2 separate regions of the Rattus norvegicus genome follow, and region 1 is linked to region 2. The links are chromatin contacts, called in public Hi-C maps. All regions are on one chromosome and are shown on one strand. The core of a region is the stretch at or near the end of the contact, and the rest is flanking DNA. Distances in the headings are between cores, read along the strand shown. Region 1 holds the start of Rps23-ps11 (ribosomal protein S23, pseudogene 11). Region 2 overlaps Dhx30 (DExH-box helicase 30).

The links. Hi-C and Micro-C count contacts between places; a contact is called where the count stands out from the background.
Region 1: a Hi-C map of the A7r5 cell line shows a contact between it and region 2, with 6 times the contacts expected there. The contact joins the promoter of Rps23-ps11 here to the enhancer-like site in region 2. A contact is called at or near these places in 7 of 12 Hi-C or Micro-C datasets (the A7r5 cell line, the Rat2 cell line, Schwann cells and 4 more) and 1 of 1 datasets of contacts at active chromatin or transcription factors (oligodendrocytes).

What each region holds. Positions count from the first base shown.
Region 1 is chr8:119,141,648-119,146,584 of GRCr8, reverse strand. It overlaps Rps23-ps11 (ribosomal protein S23, pseudogene 11), which reads left to right and starts at 2,351. Exons shown (of 1, transcript XM_039082879.2): 1 at 2,351-2,865. The coding sequence starts at 2,383. The coding sequence ends at 2,814.
Region 2 is chr8:118,957,329-118,962,480 of GRCr8, reverse strand. All of the region lies in intron 4 of Dhx30 (DExH-box helicase 30), which reads left to right. Among named protein-coding and RNA genes, the nearest start is that of Dhx30, 15 kb to the left of the region's middle. Within about 2 kb of position 3,435, at least 27 of the 93 cell types and tissues checked have an H3K27ac peak or open chromatin away from gene starts, as enhancers often do. A contact at or near this core is called in the A7r5 cell line and Schwann cells, where this site is marked.

The sequences.
Region 1 (4,937 bases), core at 1,102-3,601, 190 kb before region 2:
TGGGCTGGCTGTAAAGAATTCCATTGATCCGTCTGTCTCTACTTTCCCAGCACTGGGATCGCATGAATGCTGGGGATCGAACTCAGGACCCTTATGTCTGCAAAGCAAGCAAGCCCTTTACTGACTAAGCTGTCTCTCCAGCCCTGGAATGGTTTCTCTACCTGGTTTGTCACGTCTGGGCGACCAGCAGTTGTGCTGATTGCCTGAAATGAGGTACTGTTTGTCGCAGCCTGGGGGCTCATGGCACGCATGCTGACAAAAGAGGCAGAACACATAGTCGCTGCTGAGATGACAAAAGGGTCTGAGTTAAGTGTGGATAGAAAACAAGAGCAGGGCTTTGGGTGTCCTGCTGCTGAGGAGCTGGGAGAAATGGAATGGGTGTGTAGTTCTAACGGCCTTGAAGCCAACAGCATGATTTACCTTGCATTAGAGGTGGTGGAACCGCCTGAAGTGGAAGGCACTGAATCCTGTCCAGAAGTGAAGGTGAAATATTCAGAAAACGACAGGATCCTGAGAAGCTTGCGGAAGGCCGAAAGTGGTGCTCATTAGCAGCCAGCGGAGGTCAGGGAGGAAAGGCCCCTGTGGGCCAGTGAGTTTGGGACCTGAGAGTAAGCCCACCAGCCCACTTCGGTTCCCAGGGAAGGTGGGAGGCAGGGAGTCTTCGCTGAGAGAAAAGAGCCTTGCCTGTGTCTTGTCTGTAAGTCAAGAGGGTTGGTCTGTAATGTGTCCGTTAGCGCTGGGGTGCTGCCCTGCAGGTTCTGGTGAAAATGGAGATTTAAGTGCCCTCATCTGACTCCTCGACACCACGCACGGACAAAGCAGATCTTCCGTCTGGGCTGCCCTTTGGGGCTTTATGGGGCCAAAAGAAAGAGGAGTCATTATGTACAGTTTCAACTGCCACCTGGGTCCCTGGGAAGAAAGGGTGGCTTTGTGTAGACAGGGAAGTCAGGCTTGAGATGAGAGCTTGAGAAAGAAGGCTATGAATGGGCTTTTCGGAAGCAGGAGCTTGTGGCCACTGGCCCAAGCGCAGTGGAGGCAGGAGGGGCGGCAGCTGACAGATCATTTCGAAGAACAGTGCTATCTAACATCAGATGCTTCTCAAGCCCTCTGCGCTGTGAGCCTGCCATCACTCTAAGCCCTGAAATTAAGCATGCCATCTGGAGAGAGAGGCCTCTTACCAGGAGTTCGGACGTTTGCAGGCAGAAGCTGAAGGCTTGGGCCATCTTGATAACACTTCCTAGGGGCTTTTCCTTCTGACTCCTGTAATACTTCCGTCAGAACATTTTCGTGGTCTATTGACTTTTTTTCCTTCTCAAAGTCTAGGTGTTATTAAGCTGTGTCCAGATATCACTTGGCCATAGCAGCCTCCCAGGCTTGGGAAATAGGTTCCGGGGAGCCCCGCCTACTTCTGCACTGTTGTCTCACCCAGGGCTTTCTGGGCTGACATGGCGGAAGACCAGAAAAGTTCTTGAAACCTGAGCTACAAGAGTTGTGTTTCCTATAGCCTCAAAGCGTTTCTACAAAGTATGGAGCTATAGAATACAAATTCTATTTCCAGGGTCATGATTGCCACCTGGTAATTCAACATCATATACTACCCACTCCACTACCCATACTTTAAATTAAAAAACAATTCATTTATGTATTCAGTGTTCTGCCTAGGGCCAGAAGAGGGCACCAGATCTCATTATAGATGGTTATGAGCCATTATGTGTTTCTGGGAATTGAATAAGGACCTCGGGAAGAACAGTCAGTGCTTTTAACCTCTGAGCCATCCCTCCAGCCGCCCCATTCCTCTTACTTGTGTGCATAATTACTCCCCATTCAACCTCAGGGCAATTAGAGAACTTGGTTTTGGGGTGTAGCTCAGTTGGTAGACTTCTAGGTTAGCATGCAAGACTTCCTGGTTCAATCCTTAGCACACCATAAAAACTGAACTTAGCCCTGGACACATGTACTCCCAGCATGTGAGTGGTGAAGCCAGGAAGATCTTTTAGCATTGTAGTGAGTTAGAGGCCAGGTTATGCTAGATGAAGTCCTGTCCGAAGAAATAAAGACGTCTATTCTGTTGAATTGGTCCTAAGGCAGTGGTTCTCAATCTTCCTAATGCTGTGACCCTTACTTAATACAGTGCCTCATGTTGTGGTGACCCTCATCTATAATATTATTGTTACTACTTCGTAACTGTAATTTTGCTACTATTAGGAATCATAACGTCAATATCTAATATTCAGTATTTCTGATATGTGGCCCCCGAAGGAATGAAGACTCAAGACTCATGGGTTGGGAGCTACTGACCTTAGGGTCATAGAGCAAATAAAATATTATTAATTGTGGAAAGTCTACTTAAGCTCTTTCTCTCCGGCCCGTGGCGCCAGCAAGATGGGTAAGTGTCGTGGTCTCTGTACTGCCCGGAAGCTCCGCAGTCACCGACGGGACCAAAAGTGGCATGATAAACAGTACAAGAAAGCCCACTTGGGCACAGCCCTGAAGGCCAATCTGTTTGGGGGTGCCTCTCACGCAAAGGGAATTGTGCTGGAAAAAGTAGGGGTTGAAGCCAAACAGCCAAATTCTGCCATCCGGAAGTGTGTCAGGGTGCAGCTCAGTAAGTACGGCAAGAAGATCACAGCGTTCGTGCCCAATGACGGTTGCTTGAACTTCATTGAGGAAAATGATAAAGTTCTGGTTGTTGGATTTGGTCGCAAAGGCCATGCCGTGGGTGATATTCCTGGAGTCCGCTTTAAGGTGGTTAAAGTAGCCAATGTGTCTCTTTTGGCTCTGTACAAAGGCAAGAAGGAAAGACCAAGATCATAAAATTTTGACAATGGAAACAGAATAATAAATTTTCATATCCAGAAAAAAAAAGTCTACTTAGATTTACTAAAACAAGCAAATCGATCAAAGTTGTGGCTAGTTCGTCATTTAGTTTTTTTTTTTTTTTTTTTTTTTTTTTGGTTCTTTTTTTCGGAGCTGGGGATCGAACCCAGGGCCTTGCGCTTCCTAGGTAAGCGCTCTACCACTGAGCTAAATCCCCAGCCCCTAGTTTTGATGCTGGTAGATTTTGTTTTGTTTTGCTTTTTTGAGTCAGGGTCTCACTGTGCCACCCTGGCTGGCCTAGAACTTGCTAGGTAGACCAGTCCAGCTTTGAACTCACAGAGATCAGCCTACCTCTGCCTCCAGAGTGCTGGGGTTAAGTTGTGCACCTTCATGCCCAGCACAGTGTGTTTATTGAGACAAGATCTTACATAGACCAGGAATGGCCTCAAGTTCACTGTGTAGCCGAGGGCGGCCTTTAAAGTCTCTCTTAGTTTCATACTTTAATTTGGCTGGAATATTTGTTTATGGGATGGCTGTGAGTGTGTTCCATCCAAGGGTGTGCATGCGGAAGAGAGAGGGCAGCTTCCGGGGATTGGCTCTCCCCGTTGTTTGAAGGTCAGTGGCGAGCGTGGGTGCCTTTCGCCTTTGGCTTGAAACAGAGTCTCTCACTGGCCCAGAATTTCACCAGGTCAGTCAGACTAGCTGGCCAGTGAACCCCAGGAGCCACCTACCTGGCCATCACTGAGATTACAAAATATGTTCCGCCATGCCTGGCTTCTTGTACAGGTTCTGAGACGTCCCTCCAAACTGGTGTGGCCAAGAACACAGGGCTTAGCCTGGTACAGTGCCATCCCCCTTTAATCCCCAAATTTCAGACATAGGGGCTGGCAGATCTCTGTGAGTTAAGGGTTGGCCTGGTCTACACAGTGAGTTCCAGTCCAGCCAGGGCTACATAGAGAGGGGCCCTGTCCCAACAAACAAACAAAAACAAAATCGAATCAGGGAATTTTGTCCTCATAACTGCCATCCAAAACACTGTCTTCCAGGGACCTCCAAGTTAAGTGCTCTTACTGGCTGAGCCACCTTTTCTTTTTTCTTTTTTTTTTTTTTTTTTTGGTTCTTTTTTTTCAGAGCTGGGGACCGAACCCAGGGCCTTGCGCTTCCTAGGCAAGCGCTGTACCACTGAGCTAAATCCCCAACCCCGCCACCTTTTCTTAAAAATTAATTACTTAATTAATGTATATGAGTACGCTGTCACTGTCTTCAGACACACCAGAAGAGGGCATCAGATCCCATTACAGATGGTTGTGAAAAAAAAAAAAAACCAAAACAGAAAAGAGGGGTTGGGGATTTGGCTCAGTGGTAGAGTGCTTGCCTAGTAAGCAAAAGGCCCTGGGTTCGGTTTTCAGCTCCGGAAAAAAAAAAAAAAAAAAAAAAAAACACAGATGGTTGTGAGCCACCATGTGGTTGCTGGGAATTGAACTCAGGACCTCTAGAAAGGAGTCAGTGCTTTAACCACTGAGCTATCTCTCCAGCCCTGGCTGAGCCATCCTTTCAATCTCAAGAAAGATTTTAACATAGATTAAGAACGAGTGTAAGGGGTTGGGGATTTAGCTCAGTGGTAGAGCACTTGTGGTAGTGCATCCTTTAACCCCAGGAGGCAGAGGCAGCCTGGGGATCTCTTTGAGTTCAAGGACAGCTGGGCCTACAAAGCAAGTTCTAGGATATCCAGAGCTGTACAGAGAAACCCTGTCTCGAAAGAAAGAAAGAAAGAAAGAAAGAAAGAAAGAAAGAAAGAAAGAAAGAAAGAAAGGAAGGAAGGAAGGAAGAAAGAAAGGAAGAAAGAAAGGAAGGAAGAAAGGAAGAAAGAAGACAAAAAACCCCAAAAAGAATGTTATAGATGAATTTAAGAATAAAATACTTATAAAAGTCTTTGAAATAAAGGCATTTTCTAGATATAATCTAGATATAAAAACAGAGTATTTGTGTCAGCAGGTCATAGAACAATCCACGTCTTTATCTCACAACTTCACATTGGCACCTCATTGAGAGATTATGAGTAGACACACATGAGACACACACATATACACACACACACACAAAGATACACGCACGCGCAC
Region 2 (5,152 bases), core at 2,186-4,685:
AGGTGCTGGGATTAGAGACATGCACCACCACCACTTGGCATGAACTTTTCTTTTCAGATTTTATTTATTGTTACTGTGTATAAATATTATACAATGTGTGTCTGGTAAAGATGAAAGGACAACGTTATTGAGTCAGTTCTCTCCTTCCATGTTTCTCTGGGTTGGGTTGTGGGGAGCTAAACCCATGGCCTTATGCAGGTTAGTCACTCTGTCACTGACTGTCAGCCCCAGCCTTTTCTTAGTTTTAGAGACAGGGTCTTATTTTGAATCCTAGGCTGACCTTGTACTCCCAAATCCTCCTGCCTCAGACTATTAAGTACTGGATTATAGGCATGAGCTACAATGCCTACCTTCTTTTCTTTGTCTTGATTTATTTTTATTTTGTGTGCATTGGTGTTTTGCCTGTATGTGTCTGTGTGAGGGTGTTAGATTTCCCCGGTACTGGAGTTACAAACATGTATGAGCCACCATGTGGGTGCTGGGAATTGAATCAGGGTCTTCTGAAAGGGCAGCCACTGCTCTTAACCACTGAGCCACTCTCCAGCCCCCTTGGTTTCTTGGTTTTTGTTTTTAACATAAAATTTCAGGCATCTGTTTAAAATGTTTGGTTTTCGTTTTTGTTTTTTTTTAAGATTTATTTATTTGAATACTCTGTCACTTTCTTCAGACATAAGACACACCAGAAGAGGACATCGGATCTCACTACAGATGGTTGTGAGCCACCATGTGGTTGCTGGGAATTGAACTCAGGATCTCTGGAAGAGCAGTCAGGGCCTCTGAGCCATCTCTCCAGCCCTAAAATGTGTTTTAAGAATAGAGAAAATGGCCTAGCAGATGCCCATGTTCCTGTCATGAGGCTCAGATGTGTAACAGTTCATAGCAGCGTTGCTCTGTGTGTGTCACTTGGCCTCTTTGGAAGCAAAGCTAGGAATCATGCATGAACACGCTTACGCCTCTGCCATCCATATGCTGGTACCTAAGGCATGTGTCACCACCGCCGGCCACATGAGCCACCACTTGGTGGACAGACATACATGCAGGCGAACATCCATACACATAACTAACTGGCTGACCGAGCAGAGCAGAGTGCATTACTGAGGGGATCTCGATGGGCATAGATCGCTTTCTAGGTAGGGTCTTTTCTCCAGACAACGCAGTTCTCACTTTATCCTCAGCCACTGTTGTGCCCACCCTGACTTGGTAAATATCTTCATTCTTTTGAAAAAAAATTATAGTCTTTGAGGACCAATTTTGAAGCTGGTTAGACTTCTGGCAAAGTAATGAGCCACACTGCCAAATGCAAAGTCCTTAGGGAAGCATATTATCATGCTCTGCCATATATATATATAATGACAAGGTTTCTCTGTGCACTTCTGGCTGTCCTCGCTCTATACATCAGGCTGACATCAGAGTTAGAGGTATTTGGCCACTGTCCAGCTTATTTATCTATTATTAAATTAATTTTATGTGTATGGATGTTTTGCCTTCATATATGTCTGTCTACCATGTGCATAGTGGCTCATGTAGGTGGGGGGTGGTGGTGGTGGTATATGTCTTTGATCCTGGAACTTGGATGGTAAAGGCAGGTGGATTTCTGTGAGTTTGAGGCCAGCATGGTATACAGAGTGAGTTCTAGGACAGCCAGGGCTATGTGTGTCTCAAAATAAAGGAAAAGAAGTAGAACCTCATGCTGGCCTCAACTTTTTACTTTGTATTGCCAGAGATGGCCTTGAACTTCAGTCCTCCTGACTCCACTTCCCCATGTGGGGTTCAGAGACATACTCCACTATACAGTGCTTATGGTCAAATCCTGTGAACATAATTATGGAGTCTGGGCAAGCACTATGAACTAAACTCCATCCCCAGAGCAGTTTTTTGTATGTGTTCTTGTTTGATTTTTTTTTCTTTTTTCTTTTTTTTTTTCGAAGCTGGAGACTGAACCCAGTGCCTTGCGCTTGCTAGGCAGGCGCTCTACCACTGAGCTAAATCCCCAACCCCTTGTTTGATTTTTTTTTTTTTTTTTTTTTTTGTTGCATTGTATAACCCACATCAGCCTGGAGCTTCCCGTGGAGACCAGGCTGGACTTGAACGTGTAGCAGGCCTACCTCTGCATGTGAGTGCGGGTTTCAGCAGGGCCCACCACTCGTCTGGTTTTCCTATGGACCTTGGCAGTCCTGCTACTCAATCTCACAGCACACAGAGATCCACCTCCCTCTGCCTACCTAGGGCCGGGTTTAAAGGTTTGACCACCACAACCAGCTTAGTAATGTACTTTATTTATTTGATTTTTGATTTTTTGAAACAGGGTTTCTCTGTGTAGTCCTGGCTGTCCTCCAACTCACTTTATAGACCAGGCTGGCATCAAACTCAGATGCCTCTGCCTTAAAAGTGTTAGAATTAAATGTATAAACACCATGCCTAGCAGTGATTGTTTTAATGAGCTCTCCAGAGGATTATTCAAGTCATGGCTTGAATGAAACAAATTTCTTCTTCCCCACTTACCCAACTGCAACCCCCCCCCAGCAAAGTTTTCTCCCAACGTCCTGCGACTTTGATGCCCACTCTCCACATAGCCACTGCTTTCAGATCTAATTTCATTCCCAGCCCTCCAAGTCCTCAAAAGCCTTAAGAGACAGAAGAGGAATAAAATCCAGGCATATTAGTTTGGAAGTGGCATTGCAGTCTTCACACAAGTGAGGAACAGCAGAACTGCACTCTTAACTGTGGAGTCAGCTCAGTTCTTGGCACAGTGCCCAAGTGCTTTCTCCCTTGACTCCATTCTAGGAGATAAAATCAGTTGATATTTGAGAGGTCTTCCCTGTTCTAGAGTCTTCAGGATTACCTATAGGAAGGAGATGGGTGCCCTGCTTACACTGTATCTACATCCAAGCCAGGCGTTATGAAGCAGCCTGTAAGGAGTTTACCATGTGTAGGACCTGGAGGGAACTTGGCTCGGTTCCTTGAGTGGACGTTGAGCAAATGCCTAGCGCTATTTTCTAAGATTATCCTGTTCCCTCTCTTGGTTGAGATCCAGATGCCTAGTCTGGTTTGCATTTCCAGGCGAGGAGGCTCAGGCTGTGGGATGCATCTAGCTGCATCCTAGCTTCCTTGCTCTCAGGTCGGCACCGAGTCCCCCTGGCCAGCAGAGGGCGTACGGTACTGCTACCGGTTGCTGAGCCCTCGAAGGTACTGTCGCGGTCTAGGGCCGCGGGGACTGGTGGGATCGCGATGGCGGCTGCCAGGCGGCTCATGGCGCTGGCTGCCGGCGTCTCTCCGCGCCTCCGGCCGCCGGATCCCCGCGCTGCCGGGCGACAAGGATGCTCGCGCGGCTTCTCATCAAGCTTTGTCCGCCCCGATGGCACTCAGGAAGCTGCCGAGGTCGAATCAGAGGTGGCCCCTAGCGAACCTGGGGAGGGTGACGGAAGCATGGTGAACGGTGAGGACAGTGAAGCTGAGATTTGGCTGCGACGTCCTTGACTAGGGAAGAAAAGCAAGGGGTGCCGTACAGTGTCCGGCCTCGCAGGTCAAGGCTTTATTTTTGAAAGTAGTTTAAATGCTTTACATCTGTGAGTCTGCCTTGCTGTTAAAAAGCCTGGTATGTCTTAGGTCCACCCAGAACCCAGCACTTCTGCATGTGGATGGATCGGGGGAATCCCTTAAATATCCTATTTCTGCCTGATTGAGTGGCATTGAGTGTTAGCTCTGACTTCACAGTTGGACTTAGCCCCAAATACACCTGGAGTTTCAGAAGATCAAATAGAGACACAATGTCTTCTTTGGTAGTCGGTGGTTTTATTGTTCTTGACTAGTGCAGAGAATAGAACTGGTGAGAATATGGCCATTAAGATAGGCGGAGTGAGCTAACCTTTACCCATCCTGAAGATCTGGAGGTGTGGTGTCTGCATATCTGTCTTAAAGTAGGGCTGCAAGATGCTTTCAACCGTCTTGATGCCGTTTAGTAACTTCTTGATTTTTACATGCTTTATAAGACAGCAGTTAGGAGAGTAGTCCAGGCTGGACCCTCCTATTGTTCTAGTTGACACCGAAGTCTGCCCCAGGTAAATATCCCAAACTAGATAGCCAGGTTATGTCAGAAGTTTTGGAGGAATGTTCCAAAACGCAGCAGTGGTGAGATGGCTCAGCTGGTAAAAGTGTTTGCAAGTCTGGTGGATAAGCCTGAGCGAGTTCCAACCCCTGATTGCAGTGGAGGGAGAGAACAGGTTTGCCAGGGCTATCCCTGACCTCACATACATGTGTACACACAGTAATAAGATTATTTTTGAAACAGGGTCTCACCCTATAGCCCGGCTGGCCTGAAACTCACAGTTCCCTTGTCTTTGTCTTCCATGTGATGGGATTAAACGTTTTCAGCACTGACCTAGCAAGAAATGAATTTTTAAAAAAACATAAACTTGCCCGAACATTGCTGGAATTCTCAGGTATCCATTGAAGAATACTCTATCCACTTCTGTGTGAAAACTTCCCTAATGATTATGATGAATCAAGTACATGATAACCTATGGAGCAATTAGTCTGTGGAGTGATAGAAGTTGAATGTAGTGCAGACACTGAAGGTGTTGAATGAGAAGACCTCAGAAGCCTTTCCTGAAAGATTTCTGACTGCATGTGAACGGCACTTTCTTTTGTTTTGAGCTGGGCTATGCTGCCTCCTTGTGGTCCAACTAAGCCTGTATCTGGCAGGAGCTGCTGCTAGATGAGGTTGCTCAAGCATGTTCGTTTTGAGGTTAATGCAGAGAGTAAGTAGAAGGAAAGAGATGACCTACTGGTATCTGATGACCCTTCCCCTATGTCAGGGAGGCAGGAGGGTTGGCTCATGCCTTGTCTTGGCTGTGAGCCTTCCTATGAGCTTTAGAGAGGACTTGTGCAGAGTGCTAGGATTAGTTGAGAGTGGAGGCATGATCTTCAGAGTCTGGGCCGCATCCTGATCTGCAAGGGGCCTGTCCTTCACTGTGTGAATTGCTTTAGGAAGGTCCTGGGCATGCGTAGAACATATTTTTGGGTTGCGTTTTTTGTTTGTTTGTTTGTTTTTTGGTTGGTTGGTTGGATTTTTTTGTTGTTGTTTTTGAGACAGGCTTTCTCTATATAGTCTTGGCTGTCCTGGAACTCACTCTATAGACCAGGCTGGCTGTGA